Linked DNA regions of Rattus norvegicus: region 2 is linked to region 1. A link is a contact called in public Hi-C data. All regions are on one chromosome and are shown on one strand. The core of a region is the stretch at or near the end of the contact, and the rest is flanking DNA. Distances in the headings are between cores, read along the strand shown.

The links. Hi-C and Micro-C count contacts between places; a contact is called where the count stands out from the background.
Region 2: a contact with region 1 is called in a Hi-C map of psoas muscle, with 2.2 times the contacts expected there. The contact joins two enhancer-like sites. A contact is called at or near these places in 2 of 12 Hi-C or Micro-C datasets (mammary epithelial cells and psoas muscle).

The regions. Positions count from the first base shown.
Region 1 is chr10:102,775,541-102,782,459 of GRCr8, forward strand. LOC100912002 (a long non-coding RNA gene) reads left to right here. Exons shown (of 2, transcript XR_146205.6): 2 at 1,173-1,334. Among named protein-coding and RNA genes, the nearest start is that of Sec14l1, 40 kb to the right of the region's middle. Within about 2 kb of position 4,626, at least 56 of the 93 cell types and tissues checked have an H3K27ac peak or open chromatin away from gene starts, as enhancers often do.
Region 2 is chr10:102,955,139-102,962,131 of GRCr8, forward strand. It overlaps a transcript of Septin9 not described here. Among named protein-coding and RNA genes, the nearest start is that of Septin9, 18 kb to the right of the region's middle. Within about 2 kb of position 2,848, at least 17 of the 93 cell types and tissues checked have an H3K27ac peak or open chromatin away from gene starts, as enhancers often do.

The sequences.
Region 1 (6,919 bases), core at 3,376-5,875:
TCCTGTCTATAAAGAGCAAGTGTTCTTCACTGCTGAACCATCTCTCCAGCAACTGTACCACCCCTCTTTAAGATAGGGTCTCACGGGGTTGGGGATTTAGCTCAGTGGTAGAGCGCTTGCCTAGCTAGCGCAAGGCCCTGGGTTCAGTCCCCAGTTCTGAAAAAAAAAAAAAAAGATAGGGTCTCACTTAGTCCAGGCTGCCCTTTAGTTATTAAGTAGCTGAGGGTGGCCTTTGAACTTCTAGTTCTCCTTCTTCTATCTCTGGACTGGTGGATGAAGGGCATCCTGGGCCACCCCTAGTTTATATGATGCCGGGGCTGAAGCTCATGGCTGGGAAAGTGTCTGCCCAATGGGTATCTGCCCCGCCCACGTGGAGCTAAACAAAGATGGGCACACCTTTGTGGTTTCAGACATCGCTGGATGAGGCAACAGTACTACCCAAACAAACTCTCTCGGCAGAAAAAGTTCCCCGTGACCCACCTGAGCAGCCGTGGGCCCCACTAGCCTGCCTTTGCAGTGTGGTTGAGGGACTAGAATTTGTATTTTAAGTAGCTACAGGGAGCCACCAATGACCATTTTGGAGGTCCTGGGTCTGCGCACTTCAGAAAGAACCGTGACAGGAACCTGCCATGGTTCATGCGTGTCAGGTGCTCCTCCCTGGGGGTGGGGGTGGGGGCACATGGGCCGGGCTGGAGTGTGGCTCAGTGATAGAGTATGTGCTGTAGTATGTCTGAGAAGTCCTGCTTATTAGGGAGTTAGTGCCTGTCCAAGTAGACATCACCAAGTAATATAGGGTAGCGGGAAGGAGACACACACACAGACTGCTACAGTCCTGCGAGGGATGTGCAGATGGGGCAGGGACGCAGGCATGCTAGAGTGGAGCAAGCGTGGCTGGAGGGGACCCAGGGAGGAAGGTCAAATAGGAATGAATTCCAAGTGGTGCTGAGCTGCAGAGTCCTCGGCCACCAGAGGCCTAGCTGCTTCATCTGTTGACCTACAGGAAGTCACTGACCTGGCTAGGTGGCCAGTCCTTAGTACCAGCAGTTTCTGTAGAGAGAGACTGGGCACCTCACACACCCACCTGGGGGCATGGTTTGTGGGCTGGTGTTTTTAACTAAATACTGAGATTTGCGGTTTAATGAGGATTGGTGGTGTATGCCCTCTTTTCTCAGGTCATTTGACTGGAAGATTGGTCCGTGTGCACTGGATGTGAATCTGGCCCTACTGCGTGTACCCGGACCTGTTGGGTTTGACTCTTGATTTGCTTCTTTGGGTGTTGACTGGCTGAGGACTGCTGTGTGTGGTGGCTGCAAATAAATGGAGCTTGACCTCTCTCTGTTCTCATTGTTTGATAGTGTCTCCCTCACTGTGCAGCCCTGGCTGGCCTGGAACCCAGACCCACCTGCATCTGCCTCCTGAGTACTGGGGTGACAGGTGTGCATCACCACACCCAGCCTCTTCATGCTCCTGGTGTTCCCTGTGCTTGCTGCTGTGGCAAGCGTGGGTTTGTATGGCCAACGAATGTTAAATGACCCTGCTCCCAGGTTTTGGGGGCACAAAGCACACAGCTATCCAAAGATTTCTTTAGGGAGTGTAGGGACTAGGGGCACAGTGTCCTCAAGGAAATTGAGTTGCAAGAGGTGTCTGGATGGGAGATGTCCAGGGCCTCTGGGATCCCACAGCCTTCTGGGCTTCCCTAGCACTCGTGAATAGGAATTACCGGGCAGAGAGTGCCTGTCCTGGGATCTGGACGCCTGTGTGCACTGAGGTTACTGAAGCTGGTTCTGCCTCTGCGCTTCTTAAGTCCCAGCATCAGGAGGCAGAAGCAGGCAGGTCTACAAAGCAAGTTCTAGGACAGTCTGGTAACAAACCCTGTCTTGGGAAGGGAGAAAAACAAGAATTCTATTTTATGTGTATGCCCGAATGTAGTTCTGGGTCTTTGGAGACATTGAATCCCCTCAAGCTGGAGTTACAGATGGTTGTGAGGGTCCACATGGGTACTGGGAATAGAACCGTGGTCCCCTTGCAAGAGCAGTCAGTGTGCTTAACCGGTGAGGCATCACTCCAGGCCCAGCTGATGTGCCTCTTAAACCCACAGGAGCCCTTTCTTGCTGACTAACCTTGCGGTTAGGTGTCAGGGGCTGTATTTCCCGTAGGGCTGAGCAGCTGCCTCTCCTAAGAGCCTTAGAGTTAGAGCTGCCTGGGGGTGGGTGTGGGGTCACCCTTTGTGCTACCTCTGTTGTATATCCTTGGTCCCTCTGGCCCCATGTCCTCAGCAGGAGCAGACGTAACACGGTCCCTACCTCTGCTCAGTTGCTCGAACACCGAGGGAACCTTGTCTCAGATCCAGTACACTGCTGGCATGGAGTGTTTGGTTCACAAGAACAGGCTTAGCTACCGTACTGTGCATGGGTCATTTGCAGTAGTTGGGAGACTGACTTGGACTCTGACCTTGCTGTGCCAGGGGCCAGCCCCCTTGGCTTACATCATGTCACTCTGACTCACTGGGCCACTGTGGTCTCACCATCCCGTTATCCAGCTGACAACTCCTGGAGGGCTTGCCCACTGTCTGCAGGGCTGTCATTTCAATCCTGTGATGTAAGTCCTTCGTGGTTCGCAACCACTGACCATAATCCGAAGCACTCAAAGCTACGGCAGAGGCACCATGCAAGTTCCCAGTGTACAGGAGCCGTTTAAGCCATGACCCAGGGAGAGCTCATTGTGGAGGCAGAAGCTCGTGGGTTTTCCTCTGGGGCTTCAGGTCCTGTGGTCTTAGGCACGTCACCTCCCCCTCTGCACCCGGAGTGCCTTCCTAACAGTGAACGTCACGGTGATGGCTCCTCAGGTAAAGTGGGTGCATCCCATGGAAGGAGCTTGGTGCCTCGGAGGCAGGAGGGAAGCTGCAATAGCTTCAGGCTCCTGGCATCGCTTCACATTCGGGCCTCACGAAGTCGGTACTATGGTCCACGTGCTGTCTCCAGAAAAAGACTGTGCTGCCTAAATTAAGGTGTCAAGATGCAGTGTACACCGGGAAAAAATAGCTGGTACTAATCTTTGTGGAGTAGACTGTTTTGGTGGCTGTCCCTGACTCATCCTGGTGTGGGGTGTTTCTCCTGCCCACAGAATGCAGTGTCTTCATGGTGGCTCCAGTCTGCCCCTCAGTCAACCCTGGCCTCCCGTCCGCAGGTCCTCGGGACCAGTGTGGTCCAGTTTAACAGTTTTCTGGGCCCCTCTGAGCGCATGTCTGGTTAACAGCAAGCAGGAAGTAGCTGGGGTAGAAGAAGGTACTTAGAGCCCATGGCTCTTCAGTCAGTCCAAGGAGAGCACTGGAGGGACCAAGAGTCCACTGCTTGGTCTGTGAGACAGGAATGACTTGGAACGTACTGTGTAGGCCAGGCTAGACACAAACAACCCCCAATCCTGCGTCAGCTTCCCAAGTACTGGGATTATTTAAAACAGTATGCTAGGGCTGGAGAGATGGCTCAGTGGTTAAGAGCCCCCTGACTGCTCTTCCAGAGGTCCTGAGTTCAATTCCTAGCAACCACATGGTGGCTCACAACCATCTGTAATGGGATCTGATGCCCTCTTCTGGTGTGTGTGAAGACAGCTACAGTGTATTCACAAACATGAAATAAATCTTTAAAAAAAAATAAGACAGTATCCCATTCTGTAGTCCAGCCTAGCCTCAAGTTCACGGTCATGCCTGGGTCTTCATGGTGAGGTGCAAGTGCCACCACCATGCTGAGTGTGCGCTGGGACCTCTGAGGCAGATGTTTGCCCAGAGCAGGGAAAGGACTAGTGAAGAGGTGATCAAATCACAGGGTAGGGTGGCCTGAGCTCCAGCACCAAACCCTCTAAATTCCACCCCAGGCGGCCTCCTCTGCTGCCGTCTTACTGACTGCACAGCAGTCAGCTTCTAGCTCAACGCTGGGACTCGGGAACTACAGACTCCACGGAAGCCTAGGATATTTACTGCACATGGCTGCAAGAGTTCCCAGCCAACCTGTTTCCTTCTATCTGCTCTATCAGATCCCCTGACCCTGCGGCTGCCTACACATGCTAGGCGCTGACTAGTTGACCCCAGACAGCATAGGCATGCTTAAGATGTGGCCTCGGCATGTCCTGGGCAGGCCCGGCCCTCTGCCTCCCTGGATTACATAAGGAATAACCCCATGAAATTAGTGGTCCAGAAAGCCTTAGTGCCTGAGAGAAAGCTCGGTTGGTAAAGTGCTTGCCTGGCGAAGCAAGGACACACCAAGGACCTCTGATCCCCAGTACCCAAGCAAAAGTTATCTGGATGTGGTGTTTAATCCCAACCCAGGAGTGACAGAGGCAGGCAGATCCTAGGGCTCCCTGCCCCCCGGTCTAACCTACTTAGTAAGTTCCAGGCCAGTGAGAGAACATGTCTCGAAAGCAAGTGGACAACACCTGAGGAAAAATACCCCCGAGGTTTGCAAAAAGAAGTCCTCAAACGCTAAAGCGCTTGTGATGTGGGATTTTTTTACTTCTCTTTCTGTCCACTAGAGGGCGCAATCCTACACCAGGCACTCTGCAGAGGCCAGCACTACAAAGGGTAGGATCGGTTTGGGTTTGAAGCCAAGATTTCTTTCACCAGAAAGCTATGCGGGAGGTGCAGCTGCAGGGCGGGGCTCTCGCTTAGGAATCCATCACTTGGTCCCAGTTGTACACCGTTCTGGGATATACTCACATCCTGGAGCAGCTGACCACAGTCTGGGCTTGTGCAGTGGAGGGCAAGCGCATGTTCTAATGTGCCTCCCCATGCAGAGACGGATTCCCTGAGCTGTAAGGGTTCAACAGCAGTTCTCAACCCGTGTGCTGCAACCCTTTTGGCAAACTTGTGTCTCCAAAAAATATTTATATTCTGACTCGTGCCAGCAAAATTACAGTTATGAAGTAGCAACAAAAAAATAATAATTTTATGGATAGGGATCGCCACAGCATAAGGGAATGTATTTAAGGGTCACAGGGTTAGGAAGGTTGAGAACTGCTGGGTTTTAAGCGTCCAAGGCAAGAACAGCTGTACTTAACGCTGAAAAGTACAGACAAGATAGAGCCAGCGAGGCTGGATTACTGGTTGCCGTGCCCTCGGAAACCAACCTTGAATGGAAAGGAAAGGCCAGGATTCCAGAGCTTGGTTCTCTGAGCCTGGTTTACGCCTTTCTGATGGATCAAACACATTTAGTTGAGCTTTCTGATGGATCCCAGTGAAGTTTAATTGAGCACTGACTGCTGGCCTAAGTGGCTACGGACACCCTCTGGGAACTTCCGATCCCTGGGGGAAGACAGGAAATACATCAGAGAAGGTGTGGGGGAAGGAGAGCAGTTCAGCTGTCCTAGATGGAGACTGTTGTTTTCAGTCCTAGGTAAGAAAACCCGGAAATGCCAAAGACATGACCTTTAGCAAAACCTAAAGTCAGAGAGTAAGTGGAGAGAGTTCGGAAGAGCCCCTTGCAGAGAGGAGATCATCAGGGCTTTGGGGGATGCTGGGCCAGTCTCCTAAGGCCAACGGCCTGGGAAGTGGGAAGCTTTAGCTTCGTGCTAAAATCGGTGCCTGCTTTCTTCTGTGGAGGGGGTAGGAAAGTGTACCTCTCAGGATGCAGTTTACACAAGAAGCCTTTCTTCTTGTGCTGACACATATGAAAGGACACACACACACACACACACACACACACACAGTCTTTACCTGAGGGATAAGGGAAGTAGAACACACTGACAGGTACAGACGGTCCCGGTAAAGACCTTGACAGTTCACCATATCTAGAAGCCTGCTGCCCCCACCATAGGGTTGATGTGCATGAGTGTGCCCTTGGGTGCATGAGTGCGTGTGTGTGTGTGTGTGTGTGTGTGTGTGTGTGTGTGTGTGTGTGTCCGTGCACCTGTTGTGCTAAGGTTTGAACATAGGGCAGGTATTCATTCCTCCACTGAGCCACACCCCCCCCCCCTTCAGTTTTACGGTTTATTTTGAGACAGACTTGATACATTGTAGCAGCTGGGCCTTCAACCCATCTCTCTGTAGCCTAAATTTACAGGCCTTGTATTTGTGAGTGGTTTGCCTGGGCCTCCAGGGCCTGCACCTCCAAACCCAGCTCGCCTGTGCATGCCCCAGCTCCCATTCCCATCCCTGCCTCAGCCCTCCCAGGTGGGAAGCCCTTAGGACTTGGCTTTTCAACAAAGACTGGACGTGTTTGTTTCATTTAAGTCGCTGTTTAAACTGCTAACTGGAAGACTACAGAGGAACATTCTCTTATAATCTTTACAAGTAGAAGCCTGTCTGGGTTCACATAGAACAACTATTTATTCTGGTTTTTGTTTCCAGATCAATTATGCCGCTACAGCAGAAAATGGCTCTGTCCTTGCCTGCGTGTAAGTCATTGGAAGGTCATTTGTCCCCAGACTGTCAGTTGGGAGAATTATGTAATGGTTACGCAACTCCTACAGGATGCAGCCGCCGCCATCAGCCACCTCGGGCAAAGCAGCTGGGTGAAAGGCAGACTCTGACTTCCTATCTCTCTTGGTGATATAGGTTTGAACCAGGGCCTCGAGCAGCTTAGGCAAAGCTCCACCTCCAAGCTCCACGCCCAGCCCTGTGGCTCCTCCTTTCCCAAGTCTGAACTCACGCTTGAACTGTAGTTGCCAGTCTTCTGACCCCACCTCCTGGTTGCCTAGTTATAGGAAGCCCTGCCCCTGAAATGTCCCATCTTTTTGTTTTGTTTTGTTTTTTTTTTTTTTGTTTTGTTTTGTTTTGTTTTTTTTTTTTTTTTTGGTTCTTTTTTTCGGAGCTGGGGACCGAACCCAGGGCCTTGCGCTTCCTAGGTAAGCGCTCTACCACTGAGCTAAATCCCCAGCCCCCTTTTTTTTTGTTTTGTTTTGTTTTGTTTTGTTTTTTTTTTGAAATGTC
Region 2 (6,993 bases), core at 1,598-4,097, 180 kb after region 1:
TTATTATTATTTGAATCATAAGCACTGCCTACACTCATATCACACGATTCTGTTTATGCACTCGAATATAAAAGAACAGCTACAAAGGGTTAAAGAGGCTCAGACCAAAGAGGCCCTGTTAAAGGTGCAAACAGACGCTGCGGGGCAGGCGGGGCAGGCGGTTAGAAGCAAAGGTAAAGATCTCACTTTGAGAACTCCTGGAGGTGTGGGGGCCCCGCCCAGCCCCAGGGTTGCAGCATCCTCAAAGGAAGGCCCTGGACCCTAGAGGAGAGTTGCCTTGCCCACCCTGCCCTCAGAGAGGCACTTTGGGTTCCCACCTGCTTGAGGCTACTGATGCAGCGGTCTAAGGTTTCTTCTGAGAGAGCTGCCAGATATGGTTCTGCCCTTGGCTGGAGGGTACCAGGAGGTGGTCCTTCCAGATAAGCCGGGGAAGCAGTGCTCTGCTTCTGCATGAGCCAGCAGCGACCTCCTCCCTGCTGTGAGCTTGTAGGCAGGGTCAGACTCACAGGCTCAACCTGCCTCATCAGTAGGATCTAGAACAGTTTCGTTCCTGGCCTGAGGGGCCCTGGTATCACAGCCATTGGCTGGACCAGGAGAGGCAGACGAGCCATGCCAGGGACCGCAGATTTGAGGCTTGGCCTTTAGGGCTGAGGTGTTATGTTGCTGCCCTGTGGTGCAGGCCCAGCCTCCCTTCTCTCGCCTTTTCCTTGTCGCCCAATGCCAGGTCTGGAATGGCACCTTCTTTAAACCAGGCAGGCCTCAGCTGCCCAGGACTGGCACGGAACACTGCTGCTCTTCCCAGTGTGCCCAGCGCCCCGGCATCCACTCCCCAGGCATGGAAAGAGGGGGATCCTGAAGGCAGGGACCCTTCTGTCTCAGTCACTTTTCTGTCACTATTAAGAGACACCCTGACCAAGGCAACTTATAGAAAGAGTTTATCGTTTATCAGGGATTGCTTACAGTGTCAGAGGGTGGGACCATGACTGACTGCCGCGCAGGGACCAGAGTGCTAGAGCAGTATCTGAGAGCTTACACCTTACCCACCAAGTAGGAGGCAGAAAGAGAGGGAGCCAACCAGAATGGCCTCAAACCCCACCTGCAGTGACACACCTCCTCCCACAAGGCCATGCTCCTAATTTTTTCTGGTTCTACCAATGGGGGACTGAACATTCAAACGTGTGTACCATCTAGGGGGGGGCATTCTCTTCAACCCACCACAGGGGGAGGGGTCCCAAAGGCACTGATCTCACCTTTTCCACATTCTTGTACTTCCCAGACACAAACAGGGCTGAGGACTTTCTGACAGAGGCCCAAGCATGTGCTGGACTCTTCTGCAATGGACCCAGCCTGTGTGTGTGTCACCTCAGGTGCTGTTCCAACACCTCCAGCCCCTGCATATGCTAGAGCGCCAGGGCCGGAAAGAGGCCTGCCTCTCCTTTCCACCAGCATACGTCTGTGTGTGCACATGCGTTCACACATGCCTTTGACAGAGGAAATGATTCACTCCCAAGTTCAAAGGTTGGGGTCAGAGCAGCCAGCGTGGGTGAAGAGAACCGAGGAGAGGAAGCAGGGTGGGATGAGGTGGGGACCGGAGGCTGGGTGTGTCCTGTAGAACCAACTCCCACACTTGGAAACCCTGGTGGGAATTACTCGATTCCCGGGAGCCACTGGAGTCCAGTCTTCCAAGGGCAGGGCCGTTCCATGATGGCTGTAAGATGCACACAGTGAGGAAAATGTCAGGGACATATGTGCGCGCCCACGTGTGTGCACATGTGTGTGTGCATGCATATGCATGTGTGTGAATGTGTGTGCATGTGTGCACCTGTGTGCATGTGCATATGCATGTGTGTGTGTGTGGTGTACGTGTGTTTTGGATGTGGAGGTAGGTACAGATATGGGGATGTATGTACATATTGCTCTCATTATAATTTCAATGTCTCCTTGACTGTCTGACAGAACCTCCACCTGCTTCTCCACCCTTCCAAGCTGCATATGGCTGAGTACTCACGCACACATGCGCAAACACACACACACCAGCTGAGGGTCAGCGCCCCCGTGGTCAGTGCCTAGGCCTGGCAGGAAACCGGCTCTGGGAAGCCGTACGCCCCACCTTTGGCATGAAACCAGGTTTTGTTGCCGTTCGCTCACAGCAACAGAGGATGGGGGCGGGGCAGGGCGGGGCAGCTTCGGTTTGAAGAGCGGTTGTGCTGGACAGTAGTCCAGGGACTCATCATGATTTCCTGAAGGCCTGGGGGGTTGGGGCAGAGACATAGATATATTCCCGAGGGTCTTACAAAGCCAAGAGTCACCAGACTGAATGCCAGTGTGCCCTCTTGTACGTGAGCTTTGGGCAGTGAGGAGGCTGACCTCAGAGACGGCCTTCAGCCCTGCCCCTGGAGTCTCAGCCAAGAACAGAGCCTAGAAGGTTCCACATCAGGAAGGGTTGGTCTGCAGCAGCATGGCCACCCTTCCAGCTGGCCACGAACCTTAGGAAACCTATCAGCTGAAGCACAACTTCTGAGCTAAGCGTATCGTATCGGCAACTGAGGAGGCTGAGGCAGGAGGATTGCTGTCTGCAGACTGCGGGTGCTGTCTCAAACGAATAACGACAGGACTGTAACCAAAATCGCATAGGTTCTCGCTGACCCTGGCTCCTCGGGATGCTATGAGGTTCAGGGAAAGGAGCTGGGTGGCCCAGTGAATTTGGGGGTGGTCACGTGGTAGTCAGCTGCTCCAGATGAGACATGGGAAAGATCCACCAATTTTTGCTGACTAATGCTGGGGTGGACAGCGTGTGACTTTAACTGTGAGATAACATTGAGGAGAGAGGCAGGGTTTGTGTGGGGACTGCTGGATAGCAGGATACAAAGCAGCAGCTGATTAAGACATCAGGATCATCTTGTGAGTGTTCCGAGGACAGAGCCCGAAAGGAAGGTGTGGGCAGAGCTGGCTGCTCCGGGAGGCTCCGAGGGATGCACCTTGGGGTGCTGGCCAGGAATTCTTGGCATCTCTTGGCTGTGGCTGTTTTTCTCCTATTTCTGTTCTCTTTCATCTGGCTCTCTCTCCCACCCCCTCTCTCTGACTCTCTCTCTTTCTGTGTATGTTGTGTGTGTGTGTGTGTGTGTGTGTGTGTGTGTGTGTGTGTGTGACAGAGATAGAGAGACCATGTATGTGCATGTATCTTGTATTTCTTTGTGCACACGTGCATCATGTGTCTGTGCTGGTATGTGTATATGTGTGTGTCTATGTGCAGTATATATGTGTGTATCTGTGTGTGTCCATGTATGTTTCTGTGTCTGTGTCTAAATTACCCTCTGCCTTCTCCGGTTGTTGGGTCAGGCCCTCCCAGTCCACTATACCTTCATTGTAACTCCATGATAGCTACAGATACCCTATCTCCAAGTTCACGGGGCTGGAGAGGTGGCTCAGTGGTGAAGAGCACTGACTGCTCATCCAGAGGTCCTGAGTTCAAATCCCAGCAACCACATGGTGGCTCACAACCATCTGTAATGGGATCCAAATTAGTTCACAGCCACAGGTACTGGGGGCTCAAGCCTGAACTTGTGGTACGGGGTCACAGTCCGCTGGTTGGGGCCCAGGAAGGACCACTGTGGTCACAGAGCTTGGGAGAGTGTCTGTCTGGGATGGGGCTCTGCCAGAGCCCAGGGTTGGGGGGGGCGGGGCCGCGGAAACAAAGGATGCTGAAGGGAACAAAGCAATGTAGTCACTATCCCCACAGGCCTGGAGGATTGTCAGGTAGAGGGTGAGCCTTTAAGCTCCTCCAAATACCAAAGCAATCCTAGAAACTTGGAATGTTCTGGGAAGTGTGAAAACGTGATTTTTCTCTCCACTTTCACTAACCATCAGTGAGTAGTAGGGTGTTTCATGACGTAGTGAGTTTCTGGTGCCTTGGAGTTGCAAGGAAGGCCTATGTGGCTGCTGAGAAGACTTGGCTTGTAAGGGTTTGAATCCCAAGTGTCCCTGTACTGGAGTGTTCCTATGCAGTGGGGCGGGCTCACTGCCAGGCCCCTCACGTTCTAGAGCTGAGTCAACCAGTGTCCCCGTATTGAGGGGGTCTGCATGCAGTCAGGCTCTGTCCTGTTATCTATCCATCTCTCTGCCCTTTCCTTTCAACTGCATGGGCAACAGGAAGTGTGCTGCCCTGGTTTCTATGGAAACAGAACCTCAGCTCCATTCAGTCTGAGGCCAGCCTTGGAAATTAAATACCTGGCAGTTTCTGGGAAAGTGTGAGCAGATGGTTTAATGTGCGTAAGAGCACAGATGCGTGTGTGACTGATGCGTGCACATGTGCACGTGCACACAACCGTGAGCCTGGAGATGGAGATGTTCAGGCCGAGGTCTCCCTGGGGCCAATACTGTTCTCAGTACTTTACAGATATTAACACAGCCTCGTTTCATAATAAACCTTTGAAGGAGATAATATCTATCTGATTTTATAGATGAGAAAACAAAGGCCCCTCAAGGGGCCCAGGGACTTGTCTAAGGCCTGCCTGTCATCTTCTCTCATTGCACGGTGGCTGTCTACTCTCTCCCGCAGAGTTAAGGCATCAAAGAAGGTTCTAGTAACCTTGGCCCTTTGCTTTGGGCTCAGTGTCTAAGAAGTTAGCTTCCTCAAAGCTTCTGCTGGGCTCGCAGCCCCTTTCTGACTGAAGTCAGAACGATCCCGCATGTGGTGGTTGGGTTCATGCCCAGCCTCTCCAGCCTTGGCGGCCGACACAGCACACTGCTCATGGCCTATGAGCTAGCTTGGGTGATGCACCTCTCTGCAGCTGTCAGGGAAGGAAGTGGCCCTCACGCAGGTTGTTCCTCTTCCCTGGATATCCTAGGAAGAGCAGGTTGAGGGGCTTATTGGCTCCGGCTGTCCTTTCTATGCCCCTGCCAATGGATGGACAAATCGTTGATGGGTCATGTCTGCCTCAGCAAAGGGCCAGTGTCTGCTTGTAACACAGTCGTCAGGGACATTCACCCTGGCCCTTTGTGCCAACTACTACTCAACCAGGGTTGTGCCCTGCTGGTGGCCTCTCACTGAAGGTAGGCACTGGGTTAAAGGGAGGTGGTGTTTGAAGATGTGGAACCAGCATCTGATTCCCACCCTGATCTGACCTCCAAACACTGGGTTCTTACCGTTATACATGGACGAGAAGGGTTCAAGTTGGAGTTTTGTGGTTTAACTTAATTAAAATTTTCTTAAGGTCTCTGTAAGCACAGGCTGGACTAGAATTCTTATTCTTCTTTTTTTTAAGATTTTATTTATTTTATGTATATAAGTACACTGTAGCTGTCTTCAGACACACCAGAAGAGGGCATCTGATCCCATTACAGACGGTTGTGAGCCACCTTGTGGTTGCTGGGGTTTGAACTCAGGACCTCTGGAAGAGCAGTCAGTGCTTTTAACCACTGAGCCATCTCTCCAGCCCCAAGACCAACCAACTTTATCTACCTCCCTTCCTCTCTCCCTTCTTCTCCCTCTCTTAGTCTCAGGTAGCCCAGGACGGCCTTGAACTCCTACGTAGCTGAGGATGACACTGAACTTCTGATCCTCCTGCCTCTTCCCGGGTGCTGGGGTTAGAGGAGTGCACCATCCCATACAGTCATGCAGTGATTGAACCCAGAGTTCCGAGTGTGCTAGGCAAGCCCTCTACCAACTGCGTTGCGTCCCCCGGAGCCTTGAGATGGTTTCTGAGTTACTCATCTGCTTTGCTCATCATAGTTGCTCAACAAAATTGCAAGTGACCGAGTCTGGCTTTCCCAAGCATCCAAAGGGCTGAAGGCTTCGGCCAATCTGCCTGATTATATTCTATGGCCCCGTGTCCTCCCTTGGGTGTCTGACCATGAAGACAGGCGTCCTCTGTCCCTCCCTGGACACTGACTCCATGGCGGCGTCGGGGACAGCTGGAGATGACCAGCACCCTGGCGTGCTGTGACGTGATTGTCAGCCACATGTGTGGAGTGCCATGTGCAGAGAATCCGGGCACTCACCCCTCCCCCGTGGACGGTCCTGGGCTCTTCAGCGCGTTGGCCAACACTTGCCGGTGCCTGACTGCTGCATTGTCCATCTGTGCCACACAGCTGCACACAAAGGCCTCAAGAAGGATCTGAGTCTGTGTGTCCCGTGGGCCTCTTAGCTGTAGGGGAGACCCTTGCTTGGCCCCACACCACACCAGAAAGGACTTCAGTGTAAGATACTGGGGTCAGGCTAAGCAGGCCCAGGAGAGCTGAGATGTGTCCTTTCCTCTGTCCCTGTGGCTCAGCCCTCAGTTGCCCTCTGAGGAAAACCAACGCATGAAATATCTAGCATCCCAAGCAAGCAAACAGACCAAATACCCAAACTCCGTAGGGCTGTGGAGGCAGCCCGTTGACCTCACCAGTTTCTCTAGCACAAGACATCTGGTGTCGCTCCGGGACTCTGATGTGCCTCCCTGCAGGGCACCTCACTGTGTGTCTTGATCCTAAGCCACCTTGAGAGGCCTGGCTGGGGTGGACATGGGAGCTGGACTTGCAGTTCTAGACCCAGCATTGACATTGACATTGGGGAGCTTGGGTCCCACCCTGAGGAAGGGGGACTGTGGGACAACTGCCTTAAAGCGTGTTTCAGAGCTTCCCTTAGGCAGAGTCCTTGGAGGGCCAAGAAGCCCAGGGGAGGCACAGTAGGCCCTCAGAAGGGGCTGTCTTGCCCTCTCTCTCTTGTTCATGTTTCACCCCACCCCACTCCTTATGCCCCTCCCTCCTTCTGACATTCCTTCCTCCCCTTCCCCCCCCCCAGATGCCCTTCCTACCATCCTGGCCCCCTGCTGGTTCTCTGAGAAGGGGCTCTGACCAGGATGGCTCCCTGCCTTGTGTTTCCCTGAAGGTGGCCTCCAGTCAGGCTGGCCAGATATTCAGGAAGTCAACTGGGTGCCCGGGGTGGGCTGGAGGTCCTTCTCTGGGATGTCAAGGAAGGAGTTAATATTCCCTGACACACGTATGCATGTG